Regions from separate parts of the Mus musculus genome. Here region 2 is linked to region 1. The links are chromatin contacts, called in public promoter capture Hi-C maps. All regions are on one chromosome and are shown on one strand. The core of a region is the stretch at or near the end of the contact, and the rest is flanking DNA. Distances in the headings are between cores, read along the strand shown. Region 1 holds the start of Cyp1a2 (cytochrome P450, family 1, subfamily a, polypeptide 2). Region 2 holds the start of Ubl7 (ubiquitin-like 7 (bone marrow stromal cell-derived)).

Region 1 (5,350 bases), core at 1,143-3,642:
CACAGCATTAATGTCCTAAGAACAAGAATATCTTCCTACATGTGGTTTCAATGAGAATGGCCCCCATAGCTCATACATTTGATTGTTTGGTCCCCAGTTAGTGGAACTGCTTGGGAAGAATTAGAAGATGTGGCCTTGTTGGAGATGTGGCCTGGAGGACGTGTGTCACTGGGGGTGGGCTTTGAGGTTTCAAAACCCCATACCAGGCCCCATCTTGATCTCTCTGTCTGTAGCCTGAGGATCAGGATTCGAAGCTCTGGGTTACTGCTCCAGCACCATGCCTGTCTGCTTTCGGCTACGATGATAATGAACTAACTCTCTGAAACTGTGACCAGACTCACAATAAATGTTTCATTTTATAAGAGTTACCTTGGTCATGGTATCTCCTTATAGAACCAGAACAGTAACTACGGTATCATGCAAGTACAACTGTATGTCATATCTGAGAAAATTGGTGTCCATTTGAGAATGTCATTTAATCTCCACATCCATGTCCAGACCAGGTCCTTGAGTCCCCAGTTATCTCTCCAAAAATGCCTTCAGTAGCTTTCAAAATTTGCTTTTTGTTAAAAATAGAATCCAATCAAGTTCACATATTGCATTTGGTTTTTTTTTAAGGGTCTTATGATGTAGCCCTGGCTATCCTGGAATTTACTACGTAGACTACGCTGACCTTGAACTCATAGAAATCCAGCTGCCTTTGCCTCCCAAATGCTGGGATTAGAGATGTGTTCCACCATACCCAACCCTGCATTTGCTTTTAATTCTTTCGTTTCTTGTTCCTGGAACTTGTCTGGTTTATTTGGATTTTTATCTCCTCCAATAGTGTTGATCAGAAGAGTCCAAGCTAATTGTCATAAAGAGCAATCCATGCTATGGATATTCTTTCTTTAAAAAAATAAATTTCTTTACTTTTATTTTATGTACATTAGTGTTTGGGTTTTTTTTGATTTTGTTTGTTTGGTTGTTGTTTGGTTGTTGTTGTTCTTTTCAAGACAGAGTTTCTCTGTGTAGCCCTGGCTGTCCTGGAACTCACTCTGTAGACCAGGCTGGCCTTGAACTCAGAAATCTGCCTGCCTCTGCCTCCCAAGCGCTGGGTGTTTTGACTGCACATATGTCTGTGTGAGGGTGTCAGGTCCCCTGGAACGGGAATTACAGACCATTGTGAGTTGGCATGTGGGTGGTGGGAATTGAACCCTCTGGAATAGCAGTCAGTGCTCTTTACCTCTCTCTCCGGCCCCCATGAGTTGTCTTTGTTGTCTTTTAATTCCTTACCATCTTCCACAGGAGGGAGAGTGCAGAGAGAGCCTCCCTTTAGAATACAAAATTCTAAAGAAAATAAAAGTTGGGAGAGGAGTTAAGACCTAATTCAGTGGTAGAGTCCTCACCAAGTATGTTTGTGGATGTAGGTTCAGGTATGCGCTCGCGCGCGTGCGCGCACGCGCGCACACACACACACACACACACACACACATGGGTGTGGGGTGTGATGAGGTAGCTACAACATACATGTCATGGTTAATCTCCAGTGTCATCTTGATGGGATTTAGGATCACCTAGAAGGTGGTCCTCAGGGCATACCTTTCCTGAAAGGTAACTAAGGAGGGAAAGCCCAGCCTGAGTGTGGGCTATACCATACCTAGGCTGCAGTCCCTGGTTAATAACAACAACAAAAGACTCTAGAACTAGCAGTCCTCTCTCTCTCTCTCTCTCTCTCTCTGTGTGTGTGTGTGTGTGTGTGTGTGTGTGTGTGTGTGTGTCTTTCCTGACTGCAGATGCCATGTGACCAGCCACTTCACATTCCTGCTGTTGCAACTCCTCTGCCACAATGGACTATACCCCAAAAGCATGAGCCAAAATAGTTCTTCCTTCCTCCCTCCCTTTCTTCCTCCCTTCTTCCTCCCTTCCTTCCTTCCTCCTTCCCTCCCTTCCTTCCTTCCCTTCCTTTTGTCAGGTAGATTGTTAATTCCAGAAAAGTCACGAGTACAATGCACCTCCCTATCTGCCTCCGTGGAGAGCATGAGCTGCCCTGGTTGGCCTGGGGGCTAGGCCCGTCCATTCTCATGGGTGGAGAAGAGGTTATATCTGTTCATCCACCTAATTTTTACACCCTGAACCCTGCCCTGTCTTTGAAAGAAGTGTATTCTTTCAAAGACATATACCTTGGCCCCTAAAATGTCATACTTTTTTATCTCCATGAATATTTATCTCCATGGACCCCAAGCCACTTCTGACCCCAAGTGAAAGGTGGAACTGAGGAGCCATGGCTTGAAGCCAAGAATTGATCCTTTCAGCTTTGTGCAGCATCCAGCTATGATATCAAGTGACCCGGGCACCTGGGCCAGTCCAGAGTGGGTGGTGTTATAAAAGGCCCCTCGTCGGAACCCAGAAGTCCTGGACTGACTCCCACAACTCTGCCAGTCTCCAGCCCCTGCCCTTCAGGTACGTCTGTGTGTCTTTCCAGATCATGAGACCTGCTGCTATTTCCTAAATGCTATTATGATGGAGAAACGGGGACCCTGTGGGAAGTGAAGGAAATCTGAGAGGTCTAAGGTTTTGCTTCTTAATTCTCAGCCCTGGACCTTTGCACCTCCGTGTGTGTGTTTATATGTATGTGTGTGTGTGTGTGTATCTCTGTCTGTCTTTCTGTCTTTCTGTCTGTCTGTCTGAACACCACAGCTTATGTGTGGAGCTCAGAGACAACTTTCAGGAATCAGTTCTTTCTTTCCACCACATCAATTCCAGGGATCAAACTCAAGTCATCAGGCTTTCAGCAAGTGCTTTTACCACTGAGCCATCTCACTAGCCCATTACCTTTAATTAAACAGTTTCAACCAGGCTTTTTCTGAGGACAGTTGCCTGGAGTAAAGAGGTAGGGAAAGAATTCCCACCTGGCATTGGACAGCCCCAGACCTAACTGTAGCCCACTTCAGCCTCTAAGCATGGAAGTAAATGAAGACTCACTTTTGGAGGAGGAATCTCTGCTGGGTGTTGTTAGAGTGTTATAGAGAAAGGAGGATATCACAGGTCATTGATATCATCCCAGGAACAGTGGCTTTCTGTCGCTTGGGCAAGGAGGCATCTTCTGTTCCTTGGGTATGTGGAGGGTACCACCAATGTGTTGGACCCTCTGGCAGAAAGTGGTACAAACACTCTGTTACTGTGGCTGTTGAGGAGCTGCTTTTAGCATCATGGTTTTGGAGTGGTCACTTGCATCCATGCCAGTCTGAGAATTGGAAACGAGAGAGGTAGACAAAACAGCCTGGGATGGAAATCAAGACACTAAAGTTGTAAATGCAAGGCTCCTTCCCAGCCCTTGGCTTTTGGGATGGGGTAAGGGCAAATCCCTGAAAGAACAAGACACAGGACAGGTATATTCACGTTTCTGATGTGTGGCTGAAAGCCAAGCACAGGATGTATGTCAGCACCTACTGAATGAGTGAATGAAAGGATAAACGGAAGGCTCAGAATCCATCCCCAACCACTCCATCTTTCCATTTCCCCTGCAGTGGTACAGATGGCGTTCTCCCAGTACATCTCCTTAGCCCCAGAGCTGCTACTGGCCACTGCCATCTTCTGTTTAGTGTTCTGGATGGTCAGAGCCTCAAGGACCCAGGTTCCCAAAGGCCTGAAGAATCCACCCGGACCCTGGGGCTTGCCCTTCATTGGGCACATGCTGACTGTGGGGAAGAACCCACACCTGTCACTGACACGGCTGAGTCAGCAGTATGGGGACGTGCTGCAGATCCGCATCGGCTCCACTCCTGTGGTGGTGCTGAGCGGCCTGAACACCATCAAGCAGGCCCTGGTGAGGCAGGGAGATGACTTCAAGGGCCGACCAGACCTCTACAGCTTCACACTTATCACTAACGGCAAGAGCATGACTTTCAACCCAGACTCTGGACCCGTGTGGGCTGCCCGCCGGCGCCTGGCCCAGGATGCCCTGAAGAGCTTCTCCATAGCCTCGGACCCGACGTCAGCATCCTCTTGCTATTTGGAGGAGCACGTGAGCAAGGAGGCTAACCATCTCGTCAGCAAGCTTCAGAAGGCGATGGCAGAGGTTGGCCACTTCGAACCAGTCAGCCAGGTGGTGGAATCGGTGGCTAACGTCATTGGTGCCATGTGCTTTGGGAAGAACTTCCCCCGGAAGAGCGAGGAGATGCTGAACATCGTGAATAACAGCAAGGACTTTGTGGAGAATGTCACCTCAGGGAATGCAGTGGACTTCTTCCCGGTCCTGCGCTACCTGCCCAACCCGGCCCTCAAGAGGTTTAAGACCTTCAATGATAACTTCGTGCTGTTTCTGCAGAAAACTGTCCAGGAGCACTACCAAGACTTCAACAAGGTGAGTCTGGGAGGCAGGCTGTAACCCACATCACCGCCAGAGAAATGCCCTCTGGAGTCCTTCTCCCAGGTACTCAGAGTGCCGTGTGCAGCGGAGAGTGCCGTGTGCAGCGGAGACCTTGGGAAGCTCTGGGCCCTTAGCAACTATGACCTTCCCTTCTTCCTTACAGCTCGCCTCTGGGGACTGTTCCAAACCCCAAAAGTGGAGGCATGTGATGGAGCCTTGGCGAGCTTTGCAATGGGGGTGGGGGTGGGGTTCACTAAGTTAAAGGCAATTTATTGTTCTGCAGGAAAATGAACCCTACAGAGGCTACGTAAGCTCCAGCTTCGTGTCACTTTTCTTCCCTGTGTTCACCCTACCTCTTCCTCCTCTGAAACCTGAGCCCTGGGGTTATGGGAAAGAAGGGTCAGGGGTACATGAAATGACTACACTCTATTTAGGGCTGATGCTAGTTCAAAAATCTGAGCTCTAGCCCAGGGCCTGGAGACCAAGGCAGTTCCCAGGCCCCCGGGACATATCAAATGGGATGGGTAAGGTTGGGCATTTGGCCCTGGAAGTGCCAAAGTTACCCTGAACTTATGTCCTCCTAGAACAGTATCCAAGACATCACAAGTGCCCTGTTCAAGCACAGCGAGAACTACAAAGACAATGGCGGTCTCATCCCCGAGGAGAAGATTGTCAACATTGTCAATGACATCTTTGGAGCTGGTAGGAGCCACCTTTCTGCCCCTCCATCCACCAATTGCTATTCACCCATATACAACCTCATCAACCACATCAGGTGACACACAACAGACTCCTGCCCTAAGATCAAGGTGTGACCTCATGCTGTGCCACCAACTCCTAGAAGTAACTCAACTAAGTCCCTCTCCTTTGGAGGTCTGGGTTTACCCACAGGGAAAGAGTAAGAGTTCTATAACTACAAGTCCAGACTTATAATCCCAGCTGCTGACTAGAAGCAAGTGTCTATTGGGTTTTGTTTGTTTTGGTTTCTGATTTGGTTGG
Region 2 (4,786 bases), core at 1,687-4,186, 230 kb before region 1:
ACATTTTGCCGGGCGTAGTGGTGCACGCCTTTGATCCCAGCACTTGGGAGGCAGAGGCAGGCGGATTTCTGAGTTTAAGGCCAGCCTGGTCTACAAAGTGAGTTCCAGGACAGCCAGGGCTATACAGAGAAACCCTGTCTCGAAAAAAACAATAAATAAATAAATAAACCAAATAAATAAATAAATAAATAAATAAAAGACATTTTGACTAGGTGTGCTGGCACACACTTTTTATCCCAGCACTCAATAAGCAGAGATAAGTGGTGAGTTTGGGCCAGCCAGGGCTACAAAGTGAGACCCTGTCTTGAAACAAACAAAACCCCAACATTTTAAACAACTTTATCAAGTACAAATGCTTATTTAAGAAGTATATGCACAGTACACCTCTAAAGCTCAACCCTGTAGAGAGTAGTGATTCCACATAAATGTGAAAAATATAACATCAAAAAGGATGGAGCTGCCGGGCAGTGGTGGCACTTGGGATGTAGAGGCAGGCGGATTTCTGAGTTCGAGGCCAGCCTGGACAGAGTGAGTTCCAGGACAGCCAGGACTGCACAGAGAAACCCTGTCTCGAAAAACCGAAAAAAGAGGATGGAGCTGATCACCTGTGATAGGAATGTCTTCACCAGGGAGAACCCTTGGCTAGCGTACATTTCGCTCCTAATCTAATCTGACTGTTCTCTACGAAAGCTCTTCCTTCCTCCACTAGGAGTACATTGCCAACCTCATTTCCTATTTTGCGGCCTTCCCTTTATTCAGCCATCAAGACAAACAAAAACATCCTTCTAATTATCCCTTAAGTCTTAGGTGACAGATTGAGGAGTCTTGTCTCATCTGCAAGTCTTTGCTAATTTTGTTCGATCAGACAAAAGACTTCAACAACATCATAATGAAGAGTCTTAAATAATAACGTAGTTCAGTGTAACATGAGACTAAAGTGACAAACAACAGTTTTGTCATGTTTTATGTTTTCACTCATGTAAAACTTACTCTGGAAGGAGGCAACAAGCCCTTTTACCTCCTGTCCCAGGGGCAAGAGCAGCAACCCAGCTCCTGCCAATGAAGACTCACCGATCAGCTCCGGGTCTGGAACAGATTCCTGGAGCTTGCCAGCAATAAGCTGCTTCAGAAATGAAATGCTATAGCCCCCTAGGGAATATTCTCCCAGTTCTGTCTCTGGCAACTGAAGAATAGATTTTGGAGCAAGTGGCTGGTCAGCCAGCTTCACTGCCAGATGCCAGTCTGAGAGAGACATCCTCTCTCTTTCGCGCTCTCTCTTTCTCCCTGTAAAACAATAAGGCATTAACGGTTAAAAGTCAACCCACCTCCCTACTCATCTCTCCCTGCAACAAGAATAAAGGAAAGATCATTTCAGTGTACTACTGCTAGAGAAACATAGGTGTAGCACTAAGAGGCTAGAACTAGAACCTAGTGTCCCTCCCTTAATTCTTTCTCTGGTGGACTACAAGGGATTTCTCTTATGCCTCAGTTTCTTCACCTTTAAAGTAAACACAAAAGCCGGGCATTGGTGGCACACGCCTTTAATCCCAGCACTTGGGAGGCAGAGGCAGGAGGATTTCTGAGTTCAAGGCCAGCCTGATCTACAAAGTGAGTTCCAGGACAGCCAGGGCTACACAGAGAAACCCTGTCTCAAAAAAACAAAAGAAAAAAAAAAAAAAAGTAAACACAAAAGGCCAATCAGTTGGATAGGAATGTTGTGAGGTTCAAGCAAGATCACCCAACCCTCTCCCTTCTACACACTCATTTCTGGTTTTCTTCTCCAGCTTTTGATTTAGCTATAACAACACTTTAAGGAGGGCCCTTGTCTCTCTTGCCTGCCCTTATCAGAGATCTATAGCACCACCCAATGTCTTATTGTTAAAACACAGATCTAACAAACTTAACTGCTTAGAAGGCCCCCATTAATCCCAAAGCACTTCTATGAACAGGTGGGTGTTAACTCCACAGCCAGATTACAAACCCATTTATTCTGACGCCTACCAGCTTTCTTCAATAGACCCAGCCCTGCCCCTTTATAACAACACACGTAAGTATACTTCATAACAAAGTTGTCCCCTATATGTAACTCTGCTCACCTCCTGTCTTTGCATATAAGTTCTCTTCCCTTTTTGGCCTCTTAGCAAACTCCTACCAAGACCCACACAAACACATCGGTTCCATGCTCTCTTCTTGGTCACACATTCCCTGTTCCCTCAAGGCAAAAGAGCAACACAAATCAATAGATTTGAGGACAAGTCAGCCAGCTTCATTACCAGATGCCAGACTTAGAAAGCTACCTTCTCTTTGCTGCTTTTTCCCTTGTACAACTTATTTACTTCTCAACTTCTCATTGCGTCCCTCATATTTGTGAAACCCCCCCCATTCTTGAAAGCCAAGACTAGAGCTTTTCTAACACAGTCCCCAGCCTGACATATATGAATGCCCACAAAATAAATCTAAAAATTCAAAGGGTGCAAGAGCCTTGTACCGCAAGACCAGTCCTTGTTACAGACACTATTTCTGCCAAAGAGGTCTCTTGCAGTAAAGACAAGGCTAAGAAAAAACTGTGGTGCGACCCAGCGGACTTCAAGGTACTATCCACCTTTAGGTTTAAAGCGAGAAAGGAGGTTTTTGTATACCGATTTCAATCCTCACAACTGTCTCCTGAAACTGGCATCATTGTCCTTATTTTACAGATCAGGAATAAAGACTCAGAAAGCTGAAGTCTCTTGGCCCAAGGTCACAGATACCTAGTCGTGAGTAGGGACAATGTTGACAACCCCACCTCTCTCGTGGGACCAGTTAGCTACTCCGGACCCACGAGAGCCCCGCGCGCCCAGGGAGGGGGCCCAGCGCCCTCACCCGTCCCGCGGAAGGAACCCGGCCGCAGCGAGCCGCCGGTGTAAACACTCACTCTGGTCCTCTTGCCGGAAACCGGAAGCTCCGCGCTGCATTCTGGGGACTATAGTTTTCACTGAGACCCAGCCCCTTATAAATGGCCGTCCAGCAGCTAGTGGCAATGCTTCCGGGTCCTAGGAGGCGTGAGTGCGAGCACGAGCAGTTTGAGGTCCTAGAAGCCAGTAGGTTGTAGCTTTCTGTCAGACACAATTGTACCACCACCTGAGGTAGGGAGACTCAGTGTGGAATTTTCGAAAGCAGCCAATAGCCCGATGATTCCCGCGCTCTCCAGGGATATATGTGAAGCCTGTTGGTTGTCCCGGGTTTGGAGGAGTCCTAGGCCGGAGGGCGAGCCTTCTCCGAGGGGGACGGGTTCCTAAGTGGACAGGCGCCCCGCGGCCCTTCCGATGAAGACGCAGTTCTCCCACGTAGCCAGCCTCTTGTGCTTCTTGCTCCTTTCTCCCAGGAAACCTGCCTTGTGGCAGCGCACCAGGGCGCTAAAAGTTGAGTCCGTAAGGGGAGTGATTAAGTCGGGTTTCTGGCCCACCGCGAACATGCAACAATGGGGTTTATAACACAGTCATTCGTAGAATCAGTTTGGGGAGGGGAATTTCCACTGAACTTTCGTGGAGACACTGCCTGTTTTAGATGGCTGAGAAACTAATGCACAATCAAATTGGATTGAGTTTACACAAAAGTTAGAGTTAGCTAAACTCAAGAGAGAAGTGATTTTTCTCAGAAAGTTCCACAATTAAGGAAAACAATAACCAAAAACAACCAACTTTAAAACTGTGAAGCTGAGGGACGGGTGAGATGGCTCAGCAGGTAAAAGCACTTGCATTCAAACCTGAGGACCTCCCCGGGAACAAATGGTGAAAGGATTGAACTGACTCCCCAAAACTGACCACACACACACACTAATAAAAAAATGTAATTTTAAAAGATAAAGTTCAGGCTGGAGAGAAGGCTCAGCAGTTAAGAGCACTGAGTGCTCTTCCAGAGGTCCTGAGTTCAATTTCCAGCAACCAAGTGGTGACTCACAGCCATCTATAATGGGATCCGGTGCCCTCTTCTGGTGTGTCTGAAGACAGTGACAGTGTATAAAATACATAAATAAATCTTTTTTTTAAAAAAAGTTCATAATAGCTACTGTGTACACAAGTGTAAAAGTTGTATTCTTGCCGGGCGTGGTGGCGCACGCCTTTAAGCCCAGCACTCAGGAGGCAGAGTCAGGCAGATTTCTGAGTTTGAGGCCAGCCTGGTCTACATAGTGAGTTCCAGGACAGCCAGGGCTACACAGAGAAACCCTGTCTCGAAAAACAAAACAAAACAAAAGTTGTATTCTTGTACAGTCCACTCTAGGACAGAACTCGGGTAGTAACTGAGTACAATAGCTTAACAGAGAAAAAGCAAACTACACATACATAATTAACCCTCCTGGTCTTATAAAATATGCATGCTGCTAGAGAGTTTCACGGTGCCCAAAGTCCTTCTTCCCTATCCTGTCCATTTTTAAATACAGCCCCTCTTTCAGGAATTAAGTGGCCATCCTCTTAACCAATTTTCTATCTACTAAAGTACTGACACTTAAACACACTTTATTTCATTAAATTTTGTTTAGTACTGTGTCTTAACTGTTTGCCGGAGATGTCAGAAATTCTGTCTCTTTTTGTGTTCTCAAAATGGAGCTGAATGCTCAGGAGATTCTTTTGTTTGTTGTCATCATAATTTTCATGAAAAAATGGCCCTTAACTGCCTTGCTTACCTTCCACTGTTGATCTTTACCTGAAACATAGCAGGTTAGCAATAAGAATGTCTTGAATGGGGGCTGGAGAGAGCTCAGCGGCTAAGAGCAGTGACTGTTCTTCTGGAGGTCCTGAGTTCAAAT

The links. Promoter capture Hi-C pulls out the DNA fragments that hold promoters and counts their contacts.
Region 2: a contact with region 1 is called in a promoter capture Hi-C map of embryonic stem cells, with 3 times the contacts expected there. The contact joins the promoter of Ubl7 here to the promoter of Cyp1a2 in region 1. A contact is called at or near these places in 10 of 39 promoter capture datasets (the C10 cell line, the HPC-7 cell line, HPC-7-derived erythroid cells and 8 more), 3 of 484 Hi-C or Micro-C datasets (B cells, embryonic stem cells and trophoblast stem cells), 2 of 115 datasets of contacts at active chromatin or transcription factors (large pre-B cells and pancreatic cancer cells) and 3 of 9 other capture datasets (adipose tissue, embryonic stem cells and liver).

What each region holds. Positions count from the first base shown.
Region 1 is chr9:57,680,697-57,686,046 of GRCm38.p6, reverse strand. It overlaps Cyp1a2 (cytochrome P450, family 1, subfamily a, polypeptide 2), which reads left to right and starts at 2,392. Exons shown (of 7, transcript NM_009993.3): 1 at 2,392-2,442; 2 at 3,510-4,345; 3 at 4,936-5,053. The coding sequence starts at 3,518.
Region 2 is chr9:57,909,136-57,913,921 of GRCm38.p6, reverse strand. Ubl7 (ubiquitin-like 7 (bone marrow stromal cell-derived)) reads right to left here and starts at 2,936. Exons shown (of 11, transcript NM_001122873.1): 1 at 2,863-2,936; 2 at 1,072-1,284. The coding sequence starts at 1,255.